Linked DNA regions of Mus musculus: regions 1, 2 and 4 are each linked to region 3. The links are chromatin contacts, called in public HiChIP or PLAC-seq and promoter capture Hi-C maps. All regions are on one chromosome and are shown on one strand. The core of a region is the stretch at or near the end of the contact, and the rest is flanking DNA. Distances in the headings are between cores, read along the strand shown. Region 1 holds the start of Slc6a9 (solute carrier family 6 (neurotransmitter transporter, glycine), member 9). Region 2 overlaps Rnf220 (ring finger protein 220). Region 3 holds the start of Dmap1 (DNA methyltransferase 1-associated protein 1). Region 4 overlaps Rnf220 (ring finger protein 220).

Region 1 (3,367 bases), core at 502-3,001, 150 kb after region 3:
CTATAAGTTAGATGGAAGCCCCTCCCTCAGCCCCAACCTTCCCTTTACCTGGCAGCTTCTCCCAAGAGCCTCCTGTCCATCTGTCTTGGGAAGGAGCCATTTTGGATAATCTAAAGAGGAGGCAGGCTATGAGAGACCATAAACAACTTGTAGAGGAACCCAAGTCCTGGTAGGGAAGATGAGAAGTGTTTAGATACTATCTGGTCAGATCCAGGACTTGAGCACACACACAACTACACAGCCTGCTGCAGGACCCACAGTTAGACTCCCAGAAACTTCTACATAAGCAAAGTTAAAGGCCACAGGTGGTGGTGGTGCACGCCTTTAATCCCAGCCCTTGGAGGCAGAGGCAGGCGGATTTCTGAGTGCAAGGCCAGCCTGGTCTACAAAGTTAGTTCCGGGACAGCCACCGGGACTATACAGAGAAACCCTGTCTCAAATCCCCCCCCCCAAAAAAAAAGCCCACAGGCACAACAGATTGCTTAGGTAGATCTGCGTGTGTGTCCCCTCTCTACTCTATACAAAACTCTGGTAATTAGTTCGTGGGAGACTATAAACCCCAAGCAGGCTTATAACTGCTGTGTTCACGGGCAAACTCAAAAGGGACATAAGTGCCTTCCTAGATCTGACCAAATCTCGAGAATGAACAGATTGTGAGTTCCATGACAGCAGAAAGCAGTATATAAGAAGGTAGTTCTGGGAAAGGGCTGTGGTTGAGCCGTGGGGTAGAGAGAGGCCCAACTGAAGGGAGTGTGCTGGCTGCTGTCTTTTTCAGTGATTATAAATTAATAAGGTGGCTTCTCACACCAGTTGATCTTGTGCGCGGCTTTGACATGGATGCGCCTGCTCTTTGGAGACTGGATGTCAATAAACAAGCAAGTTTCCTGGCCGGAAAATGGTGAGAACTCGGGGCACAGAGTGGAATCCGGAGCCTGCCTCTCCAGACCAGGGCCTTTTGCAGAGCACCTGCGAAGCAACAGCAGTCCTCTGGCAATCAGTATTGTCTGGTTTGATAGAGGGTTGGCAGCTTGCTCAAGGTAAGCAAATGTGGCAGCCTGTTCCATTTGCTAGGCACCACTGCCAATCTGGAGCAATGAGTTTCACGTGGGTATGCATTTCCTTAAGTCATTCTCTCCATTTTGCAGAGGAGGAAACTGAGGCTCAACAAAGCATCTTTTGGCAGATACTGCAATCCAGGCACCTGAAGTAGGTAGGCTCTGTGGCACAACTAACCAGGTAGGGCTGATCAAATCAGTGGTGGAGAATTCGGGGAGAAAGGGCTCCCCAGCCTTGCAATTCCAAGGAGTGGGCCCCAGGCTTTACTCAGCTGTGCCCACAGTCTCTAGCGGCGCTACTGCAAAGGGAACGGAATTTGCTCTTGACGTCTCTCTAGGGGGAACGCAGGCGCAGAAGGCCAGGGGCCTGGCGGGCTAACTGCAGCCCCAGCCCCCCAAAGCGCCCCAGGCCTTTTGGCTTCGTTCCAAGCCTAGCCCGAAGGGGAGGACATCTGCTTCCTCCAAGTGTCCCAACTGAAGGGCAGAGAGGCGAAGGAGAAGGGGACTCCTTTGCCGAGCCCCACTCCCAGGGGTTCGTGAGGATCAATCATCAGAAAACTAGAGCCACTTGTAATCTTATTCCCTGGTAGGAGGAGTCTGAGTAGTCGGCACGCGGGAGGGAGGAGATGGGACCAGGGCGGGGGAGGGCGGCCAGGGGAGCCGCTCAGGGAGGGGAGGGACTTGGCTAGGTTTCTCAAGCCTTCTTCACTCTCCAAACTTTCACCAAACTCTTAGCCCCCGCCTCCCCGAAACCAAAACACAACAAGCTCTGGAGGAGCGGCAGGCAACGCGGCGGGGCGGGAGGACTGGCGGCTGCAGAGAGCCTCGGGAGGCTGATGCAACTTTCCCTTTAAGAAAGCCACCTGGGCGCACCGCGGTGCGGACCCAGCACGCCTGGGCCGGGGGCAGCAGTATGGTAAGAGAGCTGGGGGAAGGGGGCTTTGCGGCCCGAGCCTAGGTCTGTCCAGCCGTCGTTCTGGGCGTTTCTGTGACTCTGGGAGGCTGAGCCCCAGGATGTGTATGGATGTGTGTGTGGTGCGTGGATGAGATAGCGTTTGCTTGCGGGTATCTGTGGCTAAGAGTGTGAGTGCTCGCACTGGGATGTCTGTCTCGCCGCGAAGGTCTGGGTAGGTGCGTGTGTCTGTGTGTCATCGTTGTCACCAAGGAACTAAAGCAGACGGGAGGGAGGGTGATTTCGGAATGGAGGGGGTGCGTTGCGTGCCGACGCCGGCTCGGTCGGAGGTGGTTGGTACGGGGCTGTGCGCGCAGCGCCGGAACCGAAGAGCGTCTTCGGTCTTTCTGGGGCGCCAGTGGGTCTGCCGCGGCCGGGAGCCGGCAGCGGGGTCTGTGCCCCGCGTGCAGCCTCTCGCCCCACCTCCTCTCCCAGCCGTGCTGGCTATCTATCTGGGCGCCGCAGCCGGCGGCCTTCCTAATCTGCCCGCCCACTCGCCCGCCGGGTGCCGGTTCCCGCGCGCCCGCGGTTCCTGGGAAGCAGCGAGGAAGAACCCCAGCGCCCTCCGGTTCTCTTTTGTCCGCGGCTCGCGTGGCTGCAGCGTTGAGAAGGGATTGCGGGGCGGAGAGTGGTTTTGGGGGACTGCTACTCTGGGGGGAAAAAATCCACGCCCTGCCACTCGAGCCTTCACTCTAGCCTTCCTTCTGGGCATGCTTGCGGCGAGTGCGGGCGGCCACAGGTGAGGCCTGGTTTCCCGCAGCTCCCGAGCGCCTGCTCCCAGCCTGTACCCCGCAGCAGGCAGCCACACACGGGCCGGAGCTGAGGCCAGCGAGCCGGGAGGGGGCTTGCCCGCAGACCCGGGAGGGGCCGAGGACGGGCGGGGGCGGGGCAAGGGGGCGGAGACCTCGGCACCCGGGTACTTTTCCACCGCGGGGGGCGGGGCGGCATCCTCCACGCCAGCTGAGAGGCGCACACGTGGTGGCTGATGTAACGCCCGCCCCCCAACACACCTTGCACACTGATTAAAGCGAACCGGTCTCGTTTCGAGGAAGTGGGCACTCCGGGCGGTGCCATGACTCCAAAAGTGACCGCGCCCCACACTGCCAGCCCGTCCCGGGCCTTCAAGTCCGGCCGGGCAGCTACTTAAAGGGGCCGCACCCCCTCTCGGGTCTGTTTTCCATAGGCCACGCCCCTCGCTAGTCACTCTTAAAGGAGCCGCGTACCCACCTAGCACTCTATGATAGCTCCCTCACAAAGCCTGTTCTACTTTTTTTCCTTTTTTTCTTGTTTTTTGGTTTTGTATTTTGAGACAGAATTTCTCTGCGTAGCCCTGGCTATCCTGAAACTTGCTCTATACACC
Region 2 (3,482 bases), core at 451-2,950, 210 kb before region 3:
CTTAAGTCACTACTCACAGGTGCATAGAGCAGTGCTTGTCCTGTCTTCTTATCCTAGTATTTCCAGTTTTCCAGAGGAAACCACACACACACACACACACACACACACACACACACACACCCCACATCGTTCTGAATGTTTTATATGCATACAGATAAACATGCATTTTTTCTATATAAGTAATCCTTAAAATGTTTTATTACATTTCTTTCTGAAAGATTTATTTATTCTTATTTCGTGAGTGTTTTGCCTGCATGTATGTGTGTGTTACATGTGTGTCTGATGCCAAAGAGGCCAGAAGAGGACATTGGATCCCCTGGGACTGGAGGGACAGGGGATTGTGAACTGCCATGAGGGTGCTGGGAACTAAACCCAGGTCCTTTTGAAGAGCAGCAAGTGCTCTTGCTTGCTGAGCCATTCCTCCAGTGTCTGTTACATTCTTTGTTCATTCTGGGGTGGAGGTATATGTGCAACACAGCATATAGAGGTGGTAATATAACAACTTACGAGAAACAGTTCTCTCTGCCTACCACATAGGTCTTAAGGGATCAAACCGAGGCGATCCAGCTTAGAGGCATGGACATTTATCCACTGAGCTATCTCAGTTCACTACCTTGTTTCACAGAGGAAAAATTTCCCTCTCTACCTTGTGGTATATAGAAATACTTAGGGTCCTAACTTTGTTTTCTATACCAGTATTATATGTATGTATCAGAATGAATTTCTTCCCCTCCCCCACCCTAAACAACGCTATAAGAACCTTCACCTTCACGCACTTGACCAGATGAATGTGCAATCCATCCATGGACTGGAGAACAAAAACAAAATAAAACAGAAAACCCACTTCTTTACCCTCTCACCACGCGTGTGAAGTCCCTGTTTCCGCAGACCTTCATGGAGAGGAACATGCTATCACATGCCATTCGGGATTCCCAGGAATTCTTCCAGCTGTCTTCTTCCCACCCCCAGCTTTGAGTTCCCTCTCCTCTCTTTAGCCCTCTGGTCTCTCTGGGTTCCCTCCTCCTCCATTCTGGTTGAAGAACATCCTGTGTTCTTCCTATCCTCACGGGCCTGATTACCTCCCTCACTTCCTCCACAGCTTCTGTTTTCCTGCTCACAAAATCCTCTCAGTTTCTCAGCAGCTCGCACACCAATTGACAACCAGACAGGAGCCAGGCCGCTACTCTCCAAACCTGCTGTCTCCTGGAACCACAAGCACAATAAAAGAGGACCTGGAAAATCCTTTATGTGGATAGGACTGTCAGAGGGCAGCGTGCACCTACACGGAACAGGAGAAACATCAAGGAAAACTCTGCGTTCCTGTCTTTGTCGAGCTAGCCTCTGTTAATTTTTTTCTCTACTTTCCATAACTGGATAGGGCTCATCTCTTTGACTCAATAGTTCGTGATTTTTATGCCTTACTCCTTCACGCTTGGCTCCAAATTCTGAGTTGCAGTGGAGGCAGGAGGAGGGGTGGAAAGAAAACCCCAGAAGTGGTAAGACTGAAGACGAGGAACGAACAGCCAGGAAAGGTAGAAGCGAGGAATGAGAGGCAGTGTGGTGGACGGGGTGGGGTGAGTGGGACATGGACCAACTTCTAGCTCGCTGGCTTAGTTTCATCTCCGTTCCCTCCTTCCTACAGCTTTGAACAGACTCACTGGGGCAGGGTTAGGCTGGAGGGTGGGGTGTAGCAGAAAAGGGAGTGACCGCTTCCTATTCTAACTGCCACTTCCCTCCAACCCCAACTTCTTATCCAGCAAAGCGCTATCCACCTCCAAGAATCAGCTTAATAGAATAAACCACTTAGGGCTAAGGCTCAGGGAGAGTCAAAGGTCCCGCAATCGCATTGCCTAGTAAGCCTCTTAGAAGTTAGAACGCTGCTAAAGAAAGTGATACTATGGCCCGCTACTTAGGAAGAGCACAAGGGCACAAAATCAGAGAGAGGGAGACCAATTGGGGAACCTCGGTGCATCTAGGGTAACTGAAGGGGACAGGGTGAGGTTGGTGCTGGAAGACAGCCAATTGCCAGAATGAGTACTCCTACTGAGTCTTCCTATAGAGAGTTGGGGGAATATTTCTAGACTGTACCAACGGGATGAAATCTGGACAGAATAAAAGCAATGCATCTCTTAGAGCAATGAGGGAAACAGCCTCAAGCTTTGTGTAAGAGCAGGAATTAGAAAGTGAATAAAAAAACAAAAAACAAAAAACAAAAAACAAAAAACAACCTGGGACAGCTCAGTTCTAGCTCCACCCCACCCTAACTCCACCCCCAGCTAGGTCCACCCCTACCCTAGCCACACCCCCAGCAAGTCTAGGTATTTGACACTTTCTTCTCCCAAAGAGACTCCCAGTTGCTGGCTCTCTGAGTGGCTGGCTGGTCAGGCAAAGGCAGACAACCAAACTAATTTAAGAGGCTTACTGTCCTTCCCTAGTTGGGAGGTGAGTGTAGAATTCTAGTTATCCCCACTGGATGACTTTTGGGAAGTTCAAAGAGATTCCTTGGTGAAATCATCCTTGCCTTAGTCCTCATATGACTGGAGCCAGGAAGGAGAAACAACTTGATGCACATTGGCTCCTTAGCATCACCTGGGACTTCTTCCATCTATCTAAAGACAAAGACATGAGCCGGGTGTGGTGGTACATGCCTTAAAAACAGCATTTGGAAGGTGGAGACAAGATGACTGGGAATTCAGGGTCATCCTTGGCTACACAGAGAGTGTGAGGCCAGTCTGAGCTACATAGCCCACATCCACACTGCCATTTCCTAATCCTGTAAGGAGATGAAGAGCAAAGGTGTGTGTGTGAGTGTGAGTGTGAGTGTGAGTGTGTGTGTGTGTGTGTGTGTGTGTGTGTGTGTAGGGGGTGGAGTGGGGTGCAGCTCAAGATACTTCAAACCTGCCCAAGTTTTTAGTATCAACTGGAGCTAACACTTACTGCAGATGTATTTGATGCTAAATATTGTTCCTATGAGTCTGTGTTTATTTTATATTAACTCATTTAACACTTATAACAGCTCTGTTGGTCCCTTTCATCCTGAGGACTAAGGATCCAGGAAAGGCAGGCACATCTTCCACAGTTCAGAACTGGCTCTTATAGCTGCAGCCTTGCCAAAGGCTCAGAGGCAGACTTCACAGCGCTACATAAGATGTGAGCAGACCCTAAACCGCCACCCGCAACCCCAATCCCGGGGTCTGTTTGACAAGCTTTTCTATTTAGATCATAACTAATCATCTTCAGGCTGTGCAGTAGTACTGGAAATAGATACAAATAAGACACGGTGTCTAACACAACATAGTAAGGATGACAAGGGCTGTGAACGGGTCAAACCTGCGGAATGTGAGGAATACCGCCCTATCAAAGACCCTTAAAATCGCTTCAAGTACAAAGGCGGACACATCAAAGCACTGCAGCTGCAGCCGGCACACAGTGAGCAGCTTCTTCACGGTTTTATTTTATTTGTTTATTTTTATTTACTTAGG
Region 3 (3,372 bases), core at 17-2,516:
GAACCTTCTTGGACCCCAGTTTCGCCTTCACTGTCCGATACCCCTGACCAGTGTCACTGGGCAGCAGTGGGGGTGCATCCCTGGCAGTGGAGGTGAAAGGTTAGAAGCAGGTGTGTGAAGAACCTCTAAAGCCATGAAGCTCAGTCTACCCCAGAATAAGGAAGTCATGTCCTGGAGCAAGACACTGAGCTGTCCTGCAGGAGGAGCCCTAGTTGGGGATACTGGCGTGGGGGAAAGTAGAAGAGAAAATAGGGACATAGGGCTATGCCTGGTGAGCTAGGGGAAACACGGAGGACTTGGGATTCCAATACTTGCTTTTTGTCAGAGTAAAGCAAAGCATAGACCTCCCGATGCATGCCCTCAGGCCTCTTGAAGGTCAGCGTCTCTGAGGACTTCTTGGACTTTTTCTGGGAAGAAAACCACAGGGAAAAAATGATGGCCCAGACCCACCCTTCCTTGAAGTTTTTACCCAGCCCAACCTGAACAAACAAATGCTGAACTAAAGTCCCGGGAACCCACTCATGGGAGCGTCTCTACACCGTCTGCACAGGTTTCCTCTCCCCGCTCGCGTCTGAGTTATCAGGGAAGAAAGTCCTTCCCTCACCTCAAGACTGTCACAATGTCTTGCTCTCTCTTCCCAACAACTTACAAGTGTCAGGTTCCCTCGGTCCTCTCGTCCGTTGGCGGTTTCCCCGCTCTCTTGGTCCCCACCTCCCAGTGTCCCCTCTTCGTTACATTAAGGGTGGCATGCTCTTGTTCCATTGTAGCTCTCCTTTTATTATCACTTCCACCATCTCTCTTCTGGTAACACCCCTTCCCATCCCTTCGCCAACACCTTCACCCACACTTCAGCCCGCTCAAATGCCCCTGCTACCTTGTCCGGGTTGATAATATCCTTTTTGCTGATGGTCCCAGAGGCGGCATCTCCCTCTGGACCCCCGAGTTCTAGAATGTCTCGTACATCTGCGCCCGTAGCCATCACGCCCGAGGGATGAGGTAGTACCCCGACGTCAAGGGTCGGTACCTGCAGAAAGACTGTGCTACCGTTAAGGGGGCGGTGTCCCTGCAACTCCCGCTCCAAGTGGGGGCAGGGTGAAGAGGCCAGCGCCAGAATGGTCCACACCAGGTTTGGGTGCTGCCTCGTTCTCCGCCTCCCCGCGCAGGTGTCCCTTACGGTCACACTGTCCTCCCTGCCTCGCCATCCCCGGGGAGCCACACCTGAGTCCCCCCAGCTGTAGCCCACTCCTCAAATTACCTCTCTCTGAAGACCCACGGATAGGAACTTCCGGCTGTGCGTCGTAGAAACGCAACCCTTAGAAACACTTCCGGTCGGTGCTTAGACAAACAGGAGCCGGCTAGCAACCCAGTGTGCAAGCTACCGGGCAGGCTGAGTCGCTCGCCTGGAATTCCTGCTGTGCTCCCAGGAATCCGCGCGAGGCGATGCGGGGCTTGCTTTTGACATTTACCTTCTATTTCTCTACATTGTGTCCCGGGCAATGAAAAGAAAACCTGAAGAGAACTCTGTGACATTGAAAAGTCACTTATTTTCTCAAAACCTATTTCAAAACACTTAATTTGTTTACAAAATGAAAATTGTAACAGCTCCTGCTTAAGTGAAATACCAATAACCCATGTAAAACAATGGCACAGTGCCTGGAACATTATTTTTTTTCTTAATTAACTGGATTAATGATAGTAATTGCCTCTGCTCATTCAGTGCCTCTCTATATTACCAGGCATTGCCATTGTGCTAAACTTTCAAAGCAGAGCTAAACTAGCTTCTCCAGCTGCCAAGAGAGTAAAATAGAAGCTCTCTCTCTCTCTCTCTCTCTCTCTCTCTCTCTCTCTCTCTCTCTCTCTCTCTCTCTCTCCCTTCCTCCCTCCCTCCCTCCCTCCCTCTCTGCCTCCTCCTTCCTATCCCTTTTCTTTCCCCACCACCCAGGGTGGCCTCTTAACTCACAGCGATCCCCCTGCCTCTCAAGTGCTGGGATTACAGGAATGTGCCACCAGGTCAGGCTCTTAACTTCTTTATTTAATTTACAATTCCCCTAAAATGAGTTGTGAATCTTGACTCTTTTTTTTTTGGGGGGGGGGGCAGTGTAATGTACAACACACACACACACACACACACACACACTGTACTGTCAACACACAAACTAGAGTTATCTGATAGATGAAAACCTTAACTGAGAAACTGCCTTTAAGATCCAGCTGTAAGGCATCTTCTTATTGAGTGGTCAGTGGGGATGGCCCAGCCCATTGTGGGCGGTGTTATTCCTTAGCTAGTAGTCCTGGGTTCTATAAAAGGCTGAGCAAGCCAGGAGAAGCAAGCCTGTAAACAATACCTCTCCATAGCTTCTGCATCAGCTCCTGCCTCCAGGATCGTACCCTGTTTGAATTCCTGTCCTGAATTCCTTTGGTGATAAATAGCAATGTGGCAGTATAAGCCAAATAAACCCTTTCCTCCCCAACTTGCTTTTGGTCATGGTGTTTCATGGAAGCAATAGTAATACACACACATACCACGCCACATGTCTATGTACTTAGGTTGTCAATATGTAGGAATGACTAGAAGCCCTTATCTTGTTTTCACAAGGGAGTATGTCATTTCAACTGCTTTAACAGCTATCAGTCTATTTACTCTTGACTCCCATATTAGTAGTCGCTATCTCCTGCCCCCCTCCAAGTACGGCCTAAAAGAAAAAATGACAAGGGGCTGGAGAAATGGTTCAGTGGTTAAGGGCACTACTGCTCTTCCAGAGGTTCTAAGTTCAATTCGCAGCACCCACATGGTGACTCACAACCATCTGTAATGGGATCTGATGCCTTCTTCTGGTGTGTCTGAAGAGGGCAACAGTGTACTCACATAAAATAAAGGAAGAAAGAGAAAGGAAGGGAGGAAGGGAGGAAGGAAGGAAGAAAGAAAGTTGAAAAGAAAAAGAAAAATGACAGACAATATTAAGTGTTGGTGAGGATGTGGAGTAACAGAAATCTAACACATTGCTGGTGGTAGTTAAATAATTATAACCACCTAGAAACACTGTTTGATTCTGTCTACTAAAATTAAACATACAGAGACTTCCTGTCACAGAAACTCTACTCCTGGGTGTATTCTGTATACTAGTAAATATAGTCTGATGAAGATAATTGCTTATGTTCATCAAAAGATATAAATAATAAACAAGGGCTTGAGAGAAGACTTGGTGATTAAGAGCATTTGCTGCTTTTCTGGAGGACCTGGGTTCTGTTCCCAGCACCCATATGGTGGCTTTCAATTATCTGCAACTTGGGCTGGGCACGGTGGCACACACACCTTTAATCCCAGCACTCCCTATACAGAGACAGATGGATCTCTGTGACTTCAAGGCAAAG
Region 4 (3,333 bases), core at 574-3,073, 250 kb before region 3:
CTGACGAATGCCTTGCCTGAGGAAAGCCACCGGAGTTGGATTTTTGTTTTCTTTACATTTCTCCCACTAGAACATTTTACTGAAGTCATTTTGGCGTCTCTCTTGATTCAAAATGATGCTGGAAAAATTCTACCTGATACCTAAGCCAGAATTCTGAGCAGAAGTGACCATTTTCTCATTCTTAAGCCACCAACCTGTCTGTCTGTGGGAGCAGTCCCTCAGGCCCTCCCATTTGTTTTTGTTATCAGAAAGGAATTTCTCGTGACATCAGTTGTTTTCCTTGGGGGTGGGGGTGGGGCAAGGAGAAAACATAAGAGGTTTTTCCTCAGATATGCACTTTATCTCTTTAGAAGCATCTCTCACCTCTGACCACACTAGCAGAGTCATTACCCAAGCAACTGTTTTCTTAATTCTCCAAAGGATGGCAGAACAAAATGACGTATTCTAGATCCTTCAAGTGCCTTAGAGCACTCCTGCTTCCCCAAGTTGAGAAAGGCTCGAAGAGAGTCCACCATCTGAGTGGCTCCTCGGCAGCCATGGTCAAAGAGCCTTTCCCTAGACACGGTCTGCACCTGTTCTGCTGGCTGTCCACTCATGGAGACTCCTTCTCCCAGGGTGGGCAGGGCACATCTCAACCATCACACTTAGACCCTAGGTAGGAAGGCTAGATTTTGATACTTGGAGACTGTATCCCTGGAGCACTGTGGTCCACCCTCTCAACTACGCTCATCTACTGTGTGCAGGATCTGTTACATGCTCAGTAAAACCTGCCTCCTTTTCCTCCTCACGTGGCTGGACTGAACCTCCCACACTTTCTTGCTGAGATAGACAGGGGTGAATTCTGGTTACTGGACTGTGGATAGAGGTGATGGCGCCCATTTTGCTAGGGTCCACAAAAAGGACCCTTCAAGATTCTCTTTTCTTTCACACGCTGGCTATTATATCCAGCAAAATATCCCAAACTCTAGAGGATAGGTAAACCTGAAGTTCAAAGTCACCACGTTGAGGCTGACATACAAACACAATTCGCTTGACATACTAATAAGTCCCCACTGGTGGATAACTAAACCCTGAGCGTGGGAGGACCAACGCCTTTCTCAGGAGGCCCTACAGCTCGTGAAGGACATGGACAGAGGCCAACAGAGCCTGGAGCTGGGAAGCAGGGGCTATTGTTCAGAGTTCTTCTACTGTCTGCATAGGATCAAGAGCATAAGAGAGTCAGGAGAGCCAAGGCTAGCTGTGGGCCTGACTCCTGGAAATGACATTCACATGTAGACTTGACAAGCGTCACTCTGCAAGGCTTTCAGAAGTTTCACAGCTAGAAAGGTAATAAGGAGAAGGCCATGGCTGCTTGATTGTTTGATTCAAACAAAACAAATGAGCTTGAGAAAGCAACGTAAAACCCCAAGATAGATGTGACAGCCCCTCTGTTCACACTCTTCAGCCATCTCAGATCCACCCCATTCTCTAACCCTGCCACTCTGGGTTCTCACATATCTTCCCTGAATGCCTTTTTGGGGTTGGAAGTAAGGTTGTCCACTAGCTCTGAAATTCTCTAAGTCCAGAAGAGCCTCCCACATCCCTGAACCCCTTCAGCCAGCTCAGGGTCAGGAGTATCTGCTGATTGTAGCACTGTACAGTTACAAACGAGCGTATTGTACAGTTACGGACAAGGGCACTGTATAGGCTATAGCAAGGACACTGTACCGATTATAAACTAGGTATTTCTAAGCACAATACCCCTGCCTCTCCTCTGTTAAGATGCTTCTAAAATAGCACTCAGTCTAGCGGTAGCCCCACCCCATGCTCCCGTTCAGCACCCCTGGCCCCTTCACAAAGAGCAGGCAAAGCCAGCCAGCCTCGGGCAGACAGAACCAGATCCTTCAAGGGTCTATATTAATGTGGTGCTCGCCTTAGCTGCAGGCTATGCTCAAGGGCAAACATGAAGAATCTCATCTCCCTAAAACTCAAATACCTCACGATAAGCAGAAAATAGGTTCTTTCCTTTCTGGAGAAAGATTTCTAGCCCCACGTAAGCTCTTCACAACTCCCGGGGAGAAGGAATATGCAAATACGCTGAAAAATCCCCAGTACTGAACAGTCAGTCTCGGTTCTCCATCCTCCCTCCATCTTTACAGCTGTGCTCCCTGCTCGCTTGAGAAGGACTGAGATCACTCTCGCCTTGCTCTGCACGCACTGTGCTCACAGTCCTAGCCGGTAGATTTTTGAGAATTAACTTCCCTATGGAAAATGAACGGGGCCAGTTTTAGGTAGACATTAAGCATATGGGTTGAGGGTCAGACTGACTGGGTTCAAGTCTCCAGTTTTTATATTTCTAGTTGAGAAAGCCTCTAGGAAGGCTATTCAGCCTCTGGAAGCTTCTGTTTTCTCACCTGTAAAGTGGGGATGAAATAAAACCAAAGTCACAGGGCTCAAGTGTGGAGCCCTTAGGACAATACTTGGCACACAGTAGACATCCAGGATGTGTTATCCCTGTCTCTTTCCCATCTTCTCTTCTCTTATGTCAACTAATAAAATGACGTTCTTCCTCTTGAGGAGATGTCCACAAGTGCTCTGCTTCCCACCTCTTCTTCCTTCCTTCCTTCCTTCTTTCTTTCTTTCTTTCTTTCTTTCTTTCTTTCTTTCTTTCTTTCTTTCTTTCTTTCTGTCTCTCTCTCTTTTCTTCCTTCCTTCCTATCTTAAAAAGTTCTTTTTGAGTCTAGGAAGATACTTCAGTCAGTAAAATGCTTGCCATGAAAATGCAAAGACTTGAGTTTCAGTCCCAGAACCCATTTTATGAGAGGAGGAGGAAGAGGCAGAAGAAGAAGAGGAAAAGAAGAAAGAAGAGGAGAAGGAGGAGGAAGCGGAAGAAGAGAAGGAAGAAGAAGAGGAGGAGGAGGAGGAGGAGGAGAAGGAGGAAGAGGAGGAGGAAGCTGGGTTTGGTAGTATGTGCCTAACCAACTCTATGATTGTTTTGGTCAAGGTGGATTAGCAAAAGCAACTTAAGCATGGTCTTGAAATATACTTCCTGTGGCTAGCTCTCCTGCATTAAAGTAATCACTGTCTTTTCAGCCCAAGCTGCAGAATGTGCATGCATAGACTGGACTCAAGCCTAGCCAAATACCAGATGCAGAGAGAGAGATGCCCAGCCCAGCTCAGCTTGGATCAGTCTGCCTACCGGTGCATAAGAAAAGAGGTGCCACTGTGGTTGATATGCCCCTGAGATTTCTGCAGCAGTATGTTGTTCCATAGCATGAGCTGGCTGGTTCCTTTTCATCCTTCCAATGCAGTGAGCACTTCACTGACTCCGGAGTGCTAAAGCAGCCTGACCCT

The links. Promoter capture Hi-C pulls out the DNA fragments that hold promoters and counts their contacts. HiChIP or PLAC-seq counts read pairs in DNA pulled down with a chosen protein or histone mark. Capture Hi-C pulls out chosen DNA fragments and counts their contacts.
Region 1: a promoter capture Hi-C map of adipose tissue shows a contact between it and region 3. The contact joins the promoter of Slc6a9 here to the promoter of Dmap1 in region 3. A contact is called at or near these places in 6 of 39 promoter capture datasets (the 3T3-L1 cell line, 3T3-L1-derived adipocytes, the C10 cell line and 2 more) and 1 of 9 other capture datasets (adipose tissue).
Region 2: a contact with region 3 is called in a promoter capture Hi-C map of fetal liver, with 2.4 times the contacts expected there. The contact joins the enhancer-like site here to the promoter of Dmap1 in region 3. A contact is called at or near these places in 6 of 39 promoter capture datasets (the 3T3-L1 cell line, cranial neural crest, fetal liver and 3 more), 6 of 484 Hi-C or Micro-C datasets (cortical neurons, embryonic limb bud, muscle stem cells and 3 more), 7 of 115 datasets of contacts at active chromatin or transcription factors (embryonic forebrain, embryonic hindbrain, embryonic limb bud and 4 more) and 1 of 9 other capture datasets (pancreatic islet).
Region 4: an H3K27ac HiChIP or PLAC-seq map of embryonic stem cells shows a contact between it and region 3, with 5 read pairs. The contact joins the enhancer-like site here to the promoter of Dmap1 in region 3. A contact is called at or near these places in 14 of 39 promoter capture datasets (the 3T3-L1 cell line, the C10 cell line, the HPC-7 cell line and 9 more), 3 of 484 Hi-C or Micro-C datasets (the P5424 cell line and embryonic stem cells), 4 of 115 datasets of contacts at active chromatin or transcription factors (acute myeloid leukemia, embryonic limb bud, embryonic stem cells and 1 more) and 1 of 9 other capture datasets (embryonic stem cells).

Annotation. Positions count from the first base shown.
Region 1 is chr4:117,833,507-117,836,873 of GRCm38.p6, forward strand. It overlaps Slc6a9 (solute carrier family 6 (neurotransmitter transporter, glycine), member 9), which reads left to right and starts at 1,752. Exons shown (of 14, transcript NM_008135.4): 1 at 1,752-1,971.
Region 2 is chr4:117,471,836-117,475,317 of GRCm38.p6, forward strand. The region is part of intron 2 of Rnf220 (ring finger protein 220); the gene reads right to left. Among named protein-coding and RNA genes, the nearest start is that of Gm12827, 22 kb to the right of the region's middle. Within about 2 kb of position 1,701, at least 54 of the 459 cell types and tissues checked have an H3K27ac peak or open chromatin away from gene starts, as enhancers often do. A contact at or near this core is called in fetal liver, where this site is marked.
Region 3 is chr4:117,680,959-117,684,330 of GRCm38.p6, forward strand. Dmap1 (DNA methyltransferase 1-associated protein 1) reads right to left here and starts at 1,267. Exons shown (of 11, transcript NM_023178.2): 1 at 1,256-1,267; 2 at 875-1,024; 3 at 316-407; 4 at 1-80. The coding sequence starts at 979.
Region 4 is chr4:117,427,953-117,431,285 of GRCm38.p6, forward strand. All of the region lies in intron 2 of Rnf220 (ring finger protein 220), which reads right to left. Among named protein-coding and RNA genes, the nearest start is that of Gm12828, 14 kb to the right of the region's middle. Within about 2 kb of position 1,824, at least 18 of the 459 cell types and tissues checked have an H3K27ac peak or open chromatin away from gene starts, as enhancers often do. A contact at or near this core is called in embryonic stem cells and extraembryonic endoderm stem cells, where this site is marked.